Linked DNA regions of Drosophila melanogaster: region 1 is linked to region 2. Evidence: chromatin contacts called from public Hi-C data. All regions are on one chromosome and are shown on one strand. The core of a region is the stretch at or near the end of the contact, and the rest is flanking DNA. Distances in the headings are between cores, read along the strand shown. Region 1 holds the start of CG43739. Region 2 holds the start of CG9328.

Region 1 (2,700 bases), core at 199-2,698, 120 kb before region 2:
TGGCTGAGAAGTGCCCGCGATTTAGGGCTTTGTTCAAATCGGAGCTTGTCAAGCGGAGGCATGTAAACAACTACAATGTGCTGGGACAAAAGGGTGAGTACCTAATTTCCTAATGACACTGTTCAAACAATTATGAACTTTAATACTTACAGGTCTTACGACAGTCCTCACCCGTCAGCTTTCCCAGGCTCCAGCCTTCAACGAAACCCTGCTAAGTACCCAGGAAGTGTATCAGGGAATCCTGAAACGTGGCTCCGTGGAATTTCTGCTCCACGCAGGCCGTTCCCAAGCCAGCAGCTTTAAATTGGGCATCTACACTGCCGGCTTGGGCTCGCTGGTAGGCGATGGTGACTCCGGCGATGGAAATGATGCAATCCCGGCGGATGATGAGTTCAGCGAAGACGAAGCGGTCACCGCGGGCATGGAGATCAGTGTGCAGGGTGCTCAATTGCGACCCCTAGTATTCTTCAGCGGTCAGACCGAGCTAATGGGTCACGTGTGGGGAGGAAGTGCCTCGGACTCAACGCCCGCTTACCAGGCAACCACTTTGTCCCAGGATAACGAGCACTACATAATCCTGACCTCCGGGGCGACGCTCCACTGGCGAGTTCTGGGCGCCAGGAGTGTGGATCTCAATGGCAAGGTGGGATTCAGCCTGTGGAATCGAAATGCCCAGACGGAAATCCAGCAGAAGTAAGTGAAAAAGCCAAAGCATTTGATTGGAATGTTATTTAACTCACGATTAACTTTTGGCTTATAGCACTGGCAGCGCTGTTCTTGGTCATTTGGCCGTTGGCTTTACGTATGCGAAATTAGTGCAGGATTTCAGCATCACCCACGAACCAAAGTTGAGTCTGAATGCGGACTTGGACTTCTACAGCGGCATTAAATTGTGCATGCAACTCCAGCGACCTGAACAGCTTCTCAAGTAAGTTTGCTAGAACTATTTTAATGACTCACATGCTAATTGAAAGCCTCCTTCACAGACAAACCAACGTTCGTTCGGTTTTCCTGCAGTCTGTTGATCGTCCTTATGCCAAACATGTGCGCTCTACACTCTCCCACAAAACTGCCGGCTGCACTTTTGCCCTCAACCAAAAAAACAACGAAATGTGCAACCTCATTTTTAGGGACTTGTAGATTCTACTCAAGAGATTATTGGAGATTCCTTGCATAAAAACTATATTTCTATGTGAAAACTCAGAGATTAAGACTCGATATAGTTGTAAACTTAAACGAACAAAGACCATTTAATTTTCAAATGCAACAAGTTTTTAATATCTTTTGAGCAACTCGAAAATTACTGGAAAAGTGGAAATGTGCATTTTTTCTCGATTCACAATAGTCACACCTTAGATTTAAAAATCCCGCCCAAGTGCTGCGAAACGCGAAAGGGGACTTATCGAGCTATCGATTGCAAGAGCTACGCATTCCCATCCCTAAATTCCGCAGTACATTCAAACACTACTACGTTGTGCTTCTTCTTCAAACGCGGCATAAAAGAGGTGCACTCCACAAGCACGAAAAGAAAATAACTACTGCAAAAATATCGTCGAACGCACGAGTCATATTAAATAAAGGTTAATAGAAGCAGGCATCGGAAAAGCTTGATTCCGGAGAAGTGAAACAAATTAGGCCACCGAATGGTGCTCTTCTTCTTTTTGTCGGAATTAGAAGGCTCGTCGCACACACACAGTCGCAAACAAATGCGAAATCAAAAGCGTCATCCGATTGTCTAAAGTAAATACTTCTATTTGCAAGCTGAAAGGCGCGACAAATTAAATAGTTCAAACTTAATAAATCGATATTTGTGTCACCAATTTGCGCGTTTAAATCAAGTGCTAAGCAATGTACTAAAATTAACAATTCCCTTGCCTTTTAAACTCATACAAACACAATTGGAGCGAGAAAGAGATGGGAAAGAAGAAGAATTGTTGTTGTTGACGTGTTCTGTTTGTGCTCATGTGTGCGTGTTCGGGAATTTCTGTTGCGTGAAGTTGCAATACCAAAAAAACCACGTGTGAAATGTTCTGCAATTTTTGTAATTTATTCTGCTGAATTGTTATCACTTTTTAAGAAAACAATCTGTAAGAGGCGTTTGCCTTGGCATCTTATTGGCACAACATTTTAACGCAAATTACTACTCCGTACGAAAGCATTAAGAATCATAAATAAATAAAAAACGAGATCTGAAATCTGAAATATGTATATTGAAGAAAGATCTAGAATATCCAAAACCAGGGGCACAGATGGTGACTATTTTTGTGAACTGCATTGTGATAGGGGTACCTTTTTACCACACACACTTGCGCACTTGCTGCTCTCTCCCTATTCTCCCACTTTTTATAACGGTATCACGCACCCTGCTTATCGGCATTGTGAAAATTTTGTTTGGCTTTAAAGAAATTTCCATTCATAATAATTTTGTGTATTTCAAAAGTTGGTTTATTTGCAAAAATATGTATAAATTCATTTGCTAACATTAGTTTTTTACTTGTATGGTTTGGGTGATGCTCTCTCAAACTTCTTTAAGTCTCACTCGTCCGACATCCAACCGCACAGTGGGAAAGTTCTTAATCCTTTCTGCCATTATTTCAGTGCTTAAAACAGGATTTTTTGTGTGAAAAATCCGAATTCACTGATATAAATACACTAAATTGTTGTTATGTTATGTTTTAGTAAAGTTGGAATTAGCTTGAT
Region 2 (2,700 bases), core at 198-2,697:
AGGCACGTAATCTTGTTCAGGGTTGTTGGAAATCGAAATATGGCACTTTTCTACCTGACTACATTCGACATTTGCGTATATTATTCGAATAGTCGTTTTTTTTCCCCCGATTTCGTCACAGTGCATTAATCAGCATTGTGTTACCCTTTGTTATATTGTTAAGGTGCAAATTTCAAATCCATATTTCTCCATGTATAAATATATATTTAAATTGCTCAATTCCCAGCTGAGTCTGCCAATAGGTTGAGTGTTATTTTATATCAAAGGGCATTCAATATAAAACAATTCAAAACGTATCTGGGCATTTATATATTTAAAAACTGCGTTTATTTATGAGGTTTATATAAAGAAACAGTTTAAGAATAGAAAAATGTAATAAACTTCTGTTACCATGCCGACCATTTGGCACTCATTTAACCACTGTGCCTCTAAAATCAAGGACTCTCGATGGCTGAGCTAAATTTTTTGCACATTTGCGGGTTTCTTGCGCACAATGGTCAAAGGGGCGCGAATCAAACGGGGGCCTTGACTTTTGCACTTTTGGCGAATTTTTTTTACAGCAGGACATACAGCAAATCGGACGGAGGATAAAACAAGAACCAAAAAGAAAGATACAAGGCACAAATACCGAAAGACAAGTAACTCACCACGACGGGGGGTGTCGCCGGAGGTGAAGGTGGATAAACAGGAATTTCTGCCTGTTCTGTTTTGATTTTTCGCTATCTCTCTCTTTCGCTCAGCTGCTTCTGCTTCTTCGGTTTGTTTATGTGTAATCCTTTTGTTTCTTTCGATTTTGGCGCGCAATTTTCCTTTTTTTTATTGCTATTGTTTTAGTTGTTGCTAATTACTAATTTGCAATGCAATTTTTCAAAACACGCGAAGCCGTTTTGTTGTGGCCGTTGTTATTGTTGCGTTGGCCGTGTGATTGCGGTTATAGTTGTCGTTGCGTTGTTGTTGGTTGTTGCTAGTTGCTGTTGTTGCTTTTGCAACTTTTTCACAATTTGCATTTCACGTATTTTTGCAGCAGCTTCGACGACTTTGACTTTGTTGCACAAACACAGGCGGAAAAACGGCCACACACTAACGAACTGAAAACAACAAAACAATCCGAGGAAGCTGCTGGCGTCTCTTTTCCTTCGATTTTTTCCCAAGATTGCCAATCCGATTTTACTGCCTGATTTAGTGTACTTTCGCGAATCTATAGTTATTTCCGCAGCCAGTCATTCAAAAACGAAAATGTAAACGAAACAGTGGGTTTACATTAATATATCATCACATAAATATGGGTTTTTTTGAATCCCAAAAGCATCTCGTGTTACTTAGCGCGACAAATCGGTTTCCGACGTATACTCGTTCGCTGAGATGTTATTCCACAGTGGTATTTAATTTGTTTTTACTCTTCATGCGAGGAAAGCACCGTACGCGCACGCTGCTCAAAACGGAATGAAAACAAGAGCTGTCGCATCGTTTCAGCCGAAAAATACCGAAGCATGCTGAAACTTCGAAAAATACCGCAAGCGAGAAACGATGTTTTTTCATCTATGGCAAGTCGACGTCTATTACCCTTTCGATTAATAGAAATAAAATATTGCATATTTATTGAAGTAACGAAGTTTGTTGCATCCCAGAGTTTTGTTAAGGCATAAATAAAGTTCCATAAGCAATTTAAAGACTATTTAATTAAATTGATTTCTAATTGGCATATGAACGAACATTTATTGGTCGTCCAGTTTAGAGTACATATTTATGTACAAATCGAAGTAAATTTTTTATAATATTAACGCACGGTTTATCAATGGCACAAACCATCAGCGATTCCCAAGCCATCCATTTTTAGCTATGTTATAGCTATAGAAAAAGCAATCACAAGCAAAATTAAAGATAATAAACAATATTAAATTTAAATGGCCTGAGAACAGTGGAATGCATTTTTATGACAGGCTTTCGAACTCCGTACATAAAGTACATTTACCGTACCGACCCAACAAAGAAGTGGCGCCGATAAGCACAATATTTAAAAACCGATAGGCACACGTTATTTGACTTTTTGTCTGCAAAAGCTTTCTCGTTTTAAGGAGCTTTGATTTTGGCATCACCTGCAACAAAAGCGGTTTTCAGTTTAGTTAGCCTCTTTCTCACAAACAAGTCGGTTGTTTTTGCGCTGTTGGAGGAGTGAAATTCTTAGCCGCGCTATTGTTTTTGTTGTTTGCGTGGCGTTGTGTTTATAACAATAACAACAAGTGATTATCACTGGAAGACATGTTCTGTTCAAGTAGCTAAGCATATGGCTGGCTAAGAAAAAAAACACAAGGGTTATAACCCTTTTTTGGCCGAAATACGAGACTGTCCTCCGGGGTTACTTCATTCGGTCTGTTATTTTGGCCACCTCCCAGTTCCTTCAAAATGGTTCGGTGGAGCGCGCGGTCGCGGCGCCAAGCTCGCCAGGATAAAGTGGAGCTATTGGCCAGAAACAACAAAGTGAATGGCGAGGACGATACCTCCGATAACGGTACGTGCCAGGGGTGTCCTCAAAAGGAGAATTTTAAGCGAAGTTCATACGAAATTCCAAACTATCATTTTATTGTTGTTTCTTTTTCCTTTAAGGCTCTGTTAATAAAGTTTTAATTTTGAAGATTTCAGTTGTTTAAATAGTTAAAAGATTTACAAACTAAATATTTCAATTCATATTCAAAAAGTGAA

The links. A called contact is a pair of places that touch in the nucleus more often than the background predicts.
Region 1: a Hi-C map of the Kc167 cell line shows a contact between it and region 2, with 2.0 times the contacts expected there. The contact joins the promoter of CG43739 here to the promoter of CG9328 in region 2. A contact is called at or near these places in 8 of 107 Hi-C or Micro-C datasets (the Kc167 cell line, the S2 cell line, embryonic neurons and 3 more) and 1 of 6 datasets of contacts at active chromatin or transcription factors (the Kc167 cell line).

The regions. Positions count from the first base shown.
Region 1 is chr2L:20,917,679-20,920,378 of dm6, reverse strand. CG43739 reads left to right here and starts at 1,448. Exons shown (of 11, transcript NM_001273719.1): 1 at 1,448-1,580. sky (skywalker) reads left to right here and starts at 1,448. Exons shown (of 11, transcript NM_206017.3): 1 at 1,448-1,740. It overlaps Mtp (Microsomal triacylglycerol transfer protein), which reads left to right. Exons shown (of 6, transcript NM_136231.4): 3 at 1-93; 4 at 153-693; 5 at 761-928; 6 at 987-1,285. The coding sequence ends at 1,140.
Region 2 is chr2L:20,796,462-20,799,161 of dm6, reverse strand. CG9328 reads right to left here and starts at 1,447. Exons shown (of 3, transcript NM_165344.3): 1 at 648-1,447. vari (varicose) reads left to right here and starts at 2,120. Exons shown (of 10, transcript NM_206011.3): 1 at 2,120-2,509. The coding sequence starts at 2,404.